Linked DNA regions of Hordeum vulgare: all the other regions are linked to region 1. Evidence: chromatin contacts called from public Hi-C data. All regions are on one chromosome and are shown on one strand. Each heading gives the region's core, a stretch centred on a gene start, on an enhancer-like site or on the middle of the called end of the contact. The rest is flanking DNA. Distances are from core to core; before and after follow the strand shown.

Evidence for each region. A called contact is a pair of places that touch in the nucleus more often than the background predicts.
Region 2: a contact with region 1 is called in a Hi-C map of seedling, with 3 times the contacts expected there. The contact joins the promoter of LOC123410563 here to the promoter of LOC123408742 in region 1. A contact is called at or near these places in 2 of 6 Hi-C or Micro-C datasets (leaf and seedling).
Region 3: a contact with region 1 is called in a Hi-C map of seedling, with 4 times the contacts expected there. The contact joins the promoter of LOC123411704 here to the promoter of LOC123408742 in region 1. A contact is called at or near these places in 2 of 6 Hi-C or Micro-C datasets (leaf and seedling) and 1 of 1 datasets of contacts at active chromatin or transcription factors (embryo).

The regions. Positions count from the first base shown.
Region 1 is chr7H:221,921,937-221,925,008 of MorexV3_pseudomolecules_assembly, forward strand. LOC123408742 (probable RNA methyltransferase At5g51130) reads left to right here and starts at 1,511. Exons shown (of 8, transcript XM_045101789.1): 1 at 1,511-1,897; 2 at 2,504-2,618. The coding sequence starts at 1,664.
Region 2 is chr7H:222,300,081-222,303,152 of MorexV3_pseudomolecules_assembly, forward strand. It overlaps LOC123410563 (PHD finger protein rhinoceros-like), which reads right to left and starts at 1,472. Exons shown (of 6, transcript XM_045103507.1): 1 at 643-1,472.
Region 3 is chr7H:222,248,381-222,251,452 of MorexV3_pseudomolecules_assembly, forward strand. LOC123411704 (peptidyl-prolyl cis-trans isomerase FKBP16-3, chloroplastic) reads left to right here and starts at 1,450. Exons shown (of 6, transcript XM_045104668.1): 1 at 1,450-1,951; 2 at 2,078-2,161; 3 at 2,256-2,305; 4 at 2,414-2,462; 5 at 2,837-2,911. The coding sequence starts at 1,595.

The DNA.
Region 1 (3,072 bases), core at 261-2,760:
GCATTTTTTACAAAACTCCGAGTAGTTTTTGAAGTCACAAACATTTTTTTATTTAATATGTTGATTTATAATTTTCAGTTTATTAAAAATTTAAAGAATATTTAAAGTTCTAAATTATTTATAATACAAAAAATAAAACGGAACTGAAAATAAATAAGTAAATGAACTAAAAGCAGGCGCTTGTGCATGGGCCGGCCCATACGGTGTGCTGGATATTCTCCCAGCATGCAGAGCATAATATAGGAGGTTTTTACATGGGCCGGACCAGTCCAAGATTTTGTGCTTTGTGAAACGTTTTCTATTACTTACCGGTGACATAGTGGGTAATTTATGCAAACTTTAAAGGTAATTTCCATGACGGACGATCAGAAACCGTATTTGCTTTATTATTAGGGAGAGATATTGGTCTGCCGGGAGGATCTCTCGCATGGGTACAGACGTTCAGTTGAGGGTCCAACCAAGAGGAGATTATAGAGGGGAGACAGAGATAAGAGATAACATAAGTTAAACATGAAATGTCTATCTCTAACTATTTCTTAACTGAGCGATGAAACACAAGATACGCACAAGTTATGCGCATAACTGTATGATGTGTTTAACACCCTTCCTTAATCAGAATTTCACCAAGTTAAGATTACACATAAATTCTTCAAATGGTCTTGTGAACAAAGCTTTTATAAAGTCATATGGAACTTGATGTTTTGAGTGGACAAACCGGATCTCTAACTCCTTGTCGGCAACTATTTCTCTCACAAAATAATAATCAATATTGATATGCTTAGTTCTTGCATGAAATATGAGATTAGAAGATAAATATATGGCAGCAAGATTATCACATGAAAGACATGAAGTGTGTGTGTGACATATTCCAAGCTCTTTAGCATGGACTTGACCCAGACAATTTCCGCTCTTCCATTCGCCAATGCTTTGTATTCTGTCTCAGTACTTGATTTTCAAACCGTAGCCTGTTTTTTGCACATCATGATCGTAAATTAGGCTCAAAGAAAATTGCAAAATCACCTGTAGACCTTCTATCGTCTAAGCAGCCTGTCCAGTCAGAGTCAGAAAAAACACTAACAACATTGGGTGATGACTTGCTAAAATTTAGGCCTACACTTAAGATATTCTTTACATATGTCAGCATGTGTTTAGCAGAAAGTCGAATGAGCCGTAGTTGGTGCATGAAGAAAATAACAAACTTTATTTATATATTGGCTCCTAAAAATAGCCCAAATAGACCAAAAACAACCCAAAATCAGGCGGGCTGGTGGGCTAACGTGCCGGCCAGTTTACATGTTTTTTTGAAGGTTTGAGGGTTGGCCCGTTTACACGTTGTGCCGTATTTGGGCCAGGTAGTGGACACGAGTGCCAGCCCTACACGGCCCTTATATTAGGCGTGCCTGGGTGGGCCGTGCAGTGCCTGGCCCGTTTAGGCCAGGCCGTGCCGTACCGACCCATCCGGCCAGGTCTGTTCGCCGGGTCCTTCCTCCTTTTTTCTTTTTGCGCTGGCCTCTTCCTGTTCCCTGCTCAAGTCGGCGCCGCAAAAGCCTCGCGCCTCGAAGGGTTTCTTCTCCTCCGCCTCGCCGTCCGCGCGCTGTTCCCCACTACCGTCCGCGGGAAGCGAAACAACGCGGCGGCGAAGAGAGCCACCCCTCCTCAGAGGATGGTCACCACAGCTGCGCCGGAGGGCGTCGCGCAGCCACCTTCCGCGGTCAACGGGCCCAAAGGCGAGGCGGAGAGGAAACAGAGCGACGCACAGGAAAGAGGAGGTAACGGCTGCGGTGGCAGCGGCGGCGGCGGCGGTGCAGGTGGTGGGGGTGGACGTAGAGGGAAGAAGCGGAAGAACAAGGGAGGTGCTTTCATCTACGGAAACTACAGGAACTACTACGGCTACCGAGTGAGTTGAACCGCGCTTCTCCCCTCCACTCGGTGGCCTCTCTAACAAACGGTGAATCTTCAATGTGTTGTGCATGCCGTGGAGTTATCTGGTGAAATGATTTGCTGGAGATTGCTATGTTCCTGGGACTGGGATGGTTTATACGGACTAGGACTCTTTGTTGAAAGCGCTGGAGCTTTTGCTTAGGACGCGCCCAAGCTGTTTGATGAAATGCGCAGATAGGTTTCGGCATTGATCTGTGTCTCAGAGCTTGCAGAACTTGAGTTTTGGAACGAGACCACTGCTTTGAGCCTTTAACCCCATATTGGACATGCAGTATAATTTCTGATTAGTAAATGCCCCAAGGTGTTACTGTAATGGCAATTGGCAGAGAAGAAGTAAGCAAGCACGGACCCTAGTTGCACGTACTTGTTTTCACAGATCTACTTATGCTAAATTCACCTGCTCAAAGGAGGCAGATAGACGGATAGAGGGTCTTTTCATTAGATTGGACATTTAATTGTTCTATATGCTGCACATGATAGTTCACTTAATACGACAAAAAGGCAGTCAATGGCCGGATCAACAAATCTTAGCTGATAACTTCAATCTCTTGATGCTCAACAGATTGATCGTAATGTTGGTGAGGATCCCCGTCTTGAGATATTCAAGAAGGAGTGGTTTGCAGGCAAGGATTGTCTTGATATTGGATGCAACCAAGGTTTGGTCACAATCGGTCTAGGTAATGTTCTGGGGATAATAATTTTGTTCTGTTTTGTTTGGTTAATGATCTTCCGGTCTTATTGCCATGTCTTTCAACTTCAATGTTATAGCTTCTGTTCTTGAATTACCAGACTTCTGTTACTGTGCAGTTACATTGTTTTAGTTTCTATTTTGAATATGAAAGTCTTATCCATATTAACAAAAACATTGTTTAGCTAATTATTGTAATTCTTTGATTTATTCATATGGTTACAGTAGGATAATTTTAGTCGAGTATGTGTCATCTATTGTAGGTTGTCACTTGTAATATGGTTGAGACTGATAGATCCCGTGGATCCTCTAGGTTAGATGGGTCACGGTATTAGTCGTGGTTTTTACCTTGTCCCGAGCTTGACGAGCTCGCACCGGCGTCCATCGCGAGGTGGTGATGGCGGTGGTAACAGGGAAGAGTGTGGCGTGGGTGGTGCTTCCCG
Region 2 (3,072 bases), core at 222-2,721, 380 kb after region 1:
ACCAGGAAAGCCCAGAACCATTCAAGTTGAGGGAGAAAATGGGATGGGAAGATGAGTGTACCTACTCACCCAACATTACTAGTAGTACTCCTACTATAGTTGAAAGGAAGTAAAGCAACACATAAATGCCAGCAACTGTTGCTGCTGGAGAGAGAGAGTAGGGACGGACAGTGTTAGGGTGTTTTAAGGAAGGGGTTTGATTGATTCAGTGGCAGTGGGAAGATAAACAGGAGCACAAATGAGCAGATCCAGCAACACAGCCAAAGCAGCCCTATCTTCCATCCCAGCCCAGCCCAGAACTTCATATAAACAAACAGAGGTAAAAGGGACGGGGTGAAGCAGCGAATCTTGAGCAGAACAAGTGGTTATGTTGAGACTTGGCACTGGCAGGCACTGCTGAAGCATACGGCACATGGCAAATGTAGTTGTCTGATGCCCCAGAATCAAATCATCAATCAAATGAAATAAAGGGAGCAACGCTAACCGCTCGCCCAACCAACCTCCCGGGGAAGAACATGTTGAGGGGAGGAAGAGGAGAAAAATGCAAAGATGATACATTGACAAATCTCCCTGCTTTGGAGAAGGACTGAAGGAGGCGAGGATCAGGAAGGCAAGACATGTACAGAGTACAGACGCACGCACCTCTTGAGGCAAGCCTGGTGAGTCCCGTGAGCCACAGATGATCCTAGCTCTTCTTCCCGTGAAGTGAAGAGGAAGAGGGGAGGACGGGTGTGCGCTGCGGAGAAGACGACTGCTTCTTCTCGTGCCTTCTATGGAAGAGCGAGGGAGGCGGCTTTCGCGGCCTGCTTTGATCGGGAAAGCTCGGCTTGTCACATCCAAGAATCCCTCCCGTTGGCCCTCCGCGACGGTGCCTCTCTCTCTCTCTTCTCTCTCTCTCCAAAATGAGATGAGATGGTTTGTTTGTCAGGAGAAGAGAAGAGGGAGGGGAGAGAAGGTCTTCGAGCTGAGCGCACGCGGTCAGCGAGCAGTAGCAGCAGCAGGCACAGAGAAAGAAAGAGGGGAAGGGCAAGGCAGCACTGTTCTACTACACTGTTTTTTTTAGATCAGCAACACTGTTCTATTGTGGCGTGCAAAAGCGCTCTGTGTCTAGGGGGCCCGTATCCTTGGGCTGGGACCGGGGAGTCAGTGGGTATGGGTTTGGTTAAGGTCAGGCGTCGCTTTCCTTTCCATGGGAGCAAGGCAGAGTTCCCAGGACATGCATGGGTAAAAATCTTTTGTTACAAACATAAAAAAACAGTGAACCTTTTAAGAAAAAGGTCCCAAGTTCAGTGACATGTGTGAATTATGAGCAACGTGGCATTACAAGGAAAGCGTACAAACATGAGTTCTGGTACTAGTAGTACTATTTGTTCTCGCTTGTCACACTAGTAATATTTTTCAAAATTTCCGTCGAACAATTATTCTACTGTCACGGCTCAAAAAAATAAAATCAAGACATTTCTGAACTACTTCTTTGACAATGTAAGGCCTCCTTTGGTATATAATAGGGTAAAAAATAATAAAAATAGAAAATTCATAGTAATTGAGATGCATGTGCTATCTTAAATCCTATGAATAGGATTAGAAAAGAAGATGCCCTCTGATTTACATCAAATGGTTTATTTTCTTTAGGCTAATGTTATTTTCCTATGAAAAGTGAAGGATATAAAAAGAATCTCCATAGTAATAGGAGTCTGTTCCTACAAACCAAAAGGCTTTAAAGTATTTATTTTTCTATAGAAATCCTATCCTATATAATTCCTATAAGATTCCTTCAAACCAAAGGAGGACAAAGAGATTTTTTTGCTCGTTCTTGTTTCTTACCGAGCACAAGTGTGCTTTTCCAGCGGCAACTAAAATTTCTTTGGTCAACGACTCAACGGTAGCACCGGCTGCAGCACCCAGCTTAACAACTGTATTCATTGCCGACACTTTTGACTCTTTTTTTATTATTATTATTGAAGGAATGCACTAGTTTGACTTCAAGAAAACTACTTGTAATCGTACAACGCAGTGACCCACTGAGTGAGCCTGCTCTTCCTTATCCAAGTTACAAAAAAAGTCCCATCATTTTTAACGAATCAGGAACATTTCTGTAGATCCTGTAGAGCTGCATAATCCAAGATACTTATATGATACAGAAGACGGACATGATAGTACAGTACAGAAGACGGACAGAGTTGCCCCCATCCCATGATTCCCATGCATATGCATTTTGGTCAGCGTTGGGAATAATAATGCAGTCGCTGCCTCGATGATAGTGGTACTAACTGATGGGGATCTCGTAACCACTGTATAATATGCATACTGACGCATATGCACTGCCGGTTGGTAAACCAATTGCCAGACTATTTTTATGCATATATGTAGGTGCATCGTCCAAAACTACAGCTAAATTCCATGCACGCAAGTATGCTTGCTGGATAATAGTTCATACTTAAAACAAGTACAATAAGATACGGTCAGCAGGCTGTAAGGATTAAAATATTATGGGTTGTTTGGTTCCCGGCCTAAGGTTGTCATGCCACAATACCTTAGGCATGTGTTTGGTTCATTGCCGCACTTGTGGCTTGCCACACTTTTCTAGTTATATGGTCCACATGTCATACACTCAATTTTTTACCAAATCTTGCCACACTTGTGGTGTTCATTTTGTTAGCCACACTTTGCCTAAGGTTAGTTGTGTCAAAGTTAGTCATGAACCAAACAAGCCTTTATTTTTTTTGCTGAGTTGGATGAGAGAGAAGAGGAGAGAGAAGGGAAGTGGACTCTTCGTGAAAAACCAGCTCTAGCACGTGCTCCTAGGTGCTTTTTGAGAATGAAAGGTGGGTCATATGTGATAAAAATAGTACTCTTTTATAGCTAACTATTGTGCAAGCTAGCTATAAGATGGCTTATAGCCAGCAGTTGGCTATACTATTAACCATGCTCTTACTCCCTCCGTTCCTAAATATAAGTCTTTTAAGCGATTTCACTAAGGGTCTACATACAAAGCAAAATGATTGAATCTATACTCTAAAGTATGTCTATATACATCCGTATGTAGTCCACTAGTGAAATCTCTAAAAAGAC
Region 3 (3,072 bases), core at 200-2,699, 330 kb after region 1:
AGAGATCGCGCGCATCTGGTCATCACCGTCGGAGAGCTCGCGGAACCTGCCGAGGTACGCCCCCGACAGCAACACGATGTGGACGATGTACTTCGAACATCGTCACGCCGACCAGCTCGCCGCCACCAACTGGGATACCCCGCGGCTGCTACAACTCCAAGGGCGCCGCCTATGGCGAGCCATCCTCGGTCGGACGTTGGAGGTCGTCCTCGAGCACATCGAGGGCGGCAACTCGCCGCGGTTCGAATACCCTCTGCCGCCCGCCTTCTCCCGCCACCGCGACAGTTCTTGGACGCTAACGCGGGTGGAGACGACGTCTTCCTCCTCGTCCGGCTCCCGCTCCCGCTCCTCCGGGTCACCGGCGCTCCTTCCCATCAAACCGGAACCACAGGAGACGCCGCTAGGGCGGCGCATGCGCAGCGGCGGCATCGTCATCAACTAGCGTGGCACCTCCTCCTGCCTCATCAAGCCAAAGACGGAGCCGACGCTCCTCCCCGTCAAGCAGGAGCACCTGGACATGGCCATCGACGACGAGGCTTTCCTTAAATGGGCGGTGAACGGTGATTTAATTGCTCTATCCAAATTTCCGACCAAAATTTGGGACAAAAATGCGTCGGGGCAGACGCGAAGCGGACGCCCCCCCTCGGTATCCGCCCCAACCACCACGGTCAACAATGACGGCCGCCCTCCTTGGGCCCACGCGTCAGCGACCGTGGTCGGCCTTTTTTTAGTCCGAGTGTGCGGTGGAGTTCGGCCATCTGTTTCCGCGCCAGCGTAGCCATGGACAACGGCGACACCATTTATCGTCTATGCCCGTGCGATGCTCCCAGAGGAGGTCGCCTACCTCCAGGTTAAGAAGGCGATGCGCCAGGCGCACGAGCACGCCCGGCTTCGCTTAGAACACCTTCGTCGTCTATCCCCACACGTTACTCCTGAAAAAGGCCGCCTACCTTCATGCTAAGATGGCACTGCGCCTGGCGAACGAGCGCGCCCGTGCTGCGCCACCGCCGACACCAGCACTGACCCCGCCGACACAGCCCGTCCCTGGTCCGGCGCAGCTCGACCTCGCCGCCAATGACGAGGACGCCTAGTGTTTTTTCCTATTCATTTATAATGTAACGGGGATCCGCGGACTCTCGTCGGCCTTCGTGTCCGGTTTAATGTTTGATTATTATTATTTTCACGCACGGATAAAAATAGATCGGACCAGCGTTGGACGTATGTGCCGATCCAAATGCGGAAACGAATGTTGGTGTCCGTCAGGCGGATCCAAACGAATAAAAAATAGATGAAATCATCGTTGGTTTGAATCGGCCGGTTGGAGCTGCTCCACGGTTACACATTGCCATGGTAAAAAAACGAGCGTTCGCGCGTCGGGGTCCTTTAACAAGGCTGAACACATCGGTCGTTGATCCCCGTCGCGTCGCATGGCCGCCGTGCCCCGTGCGTGGTGCTGCACGCGCGCAGGCGCAGCGAGTGGTGGAGGCTGGACGGATTTAATTTGCTCTATCCACTCTCTCTCGTCGGCTCGTCCGTGGTCCTCTCCCCCGCCGTCTTCCTCCTCCCCCCTCCCCCTCTACCTCTCCCTAATCCAATGGCTGCTGCCGCCTCTTCCTCGGCCTCGCCGATTCTCCTCCCGTCAGGGCCGCGTGGCGCTAGCTCGAGGGCCTGGTTTCCCAGCGGCGGCGGCAGGGCGTTCGTCAGAGGTGGCAACAGCTGGGCGCCGTGCTGCTGCAGGGCTGCCGCTGGCGGAAGCTTGCCGCAATGCGGAGGAGCTGACGACAACGGCGGCGGCGTGGTCACCCGGAGGGGCGTGGTCGGGGCGGTTGCTCTCGGGGTGTCCTCGTCCGCGTTTTGCCTGCAGGCCGCGCTCGACGCCGTCGCCGGCGGGCTGCCGCCGGAGGAGAAGCCCAAGCTCTGCGACGCCGCCTGCGAGGCAGAGCTCGAAAATGTACGTTCGCCATGACCCACTTCGTTGGAATGCAGCATTTCGTTTGCTTGATTCATGCAGTATTTCCTGCAGAATTCATGGAATCAGGCCACAAATTTTTTATTTTTTTCGCTCCTGCCTTTTCAGCTGCCTATGGTGACTACGGAATCCGGTTTGCAGTACAAGGACATCAAAGTCGGCCGAGGCCCGAGTCCGCCCATTGGCTTCCAGGTGCTCACCATTACCTCTTCTTTTTTGCCCTCTTTCCACAATTGCGTGCAAGCGCGTAAGCTTCTTCATCACTCACGAACCACCACGCGTGTAGGTTGCTGCAAACTGCATCGCCATGGTGCCAAACGGACAGATATTTGACAGGTGAGAGATCTCTCAACACATTTCATGGGTGACAGGCTCACAGTGCATTCAGCGTCTGCCTGTTCAGGACTTGCAAAATGCACATAATTGGTTTGTTGTGTTGTGCAGCTCGCTGGAGAAAGGCCAGCCCTACATATTCCGTGTTGGCGCCGGACAGGTATTTACTGCAGGATCTGATGCATTGCATGCCCCGACCTCTACATCAAGCGAGGCACACAGCCATTGCATGCCCCTCTTCAAGATGACGACTAAAATTAACCCAATACAGCTCTGAACTGATCTGAGCCTAGCAAACACTGTTTATTTTGACAGTTCTCACCTTCATCTTCAATGGATATAACCCCTGTTGCTAATAAATAGCACAACTAAATGAATTTCATGATCATCTCTGTCATCTGCAATTGTAGACCGATAACTAGCAGTTTTGCTTCATTGCTTACCCTAGAGATCAGTTATATACAGTTCGTAGCTTCAAAGTAGCAGATTTGGCATGGTGTTTTGTCCTCTCATACGTATCTTTGGAATTGTCAGGTGATAAAGGGACTTGATGAAGGGATCTTGTCGATGAAAGTTGGAGGATTACGTCGGTTGTACATACCCGGTCAAGTAAGTAGTCTTGCCTTGTTGAGTTTAAGAAAGCAATGCCGAAAACAAAACAAAACAAAACTAGCTCTTGTGCAAGAAAACTTTACCTTTTCCTCCACTGATCATGCACCGTGTTTCTTCAGTCCAGGGTATCTAGACAGGATAGTGATAATTTTCAATCT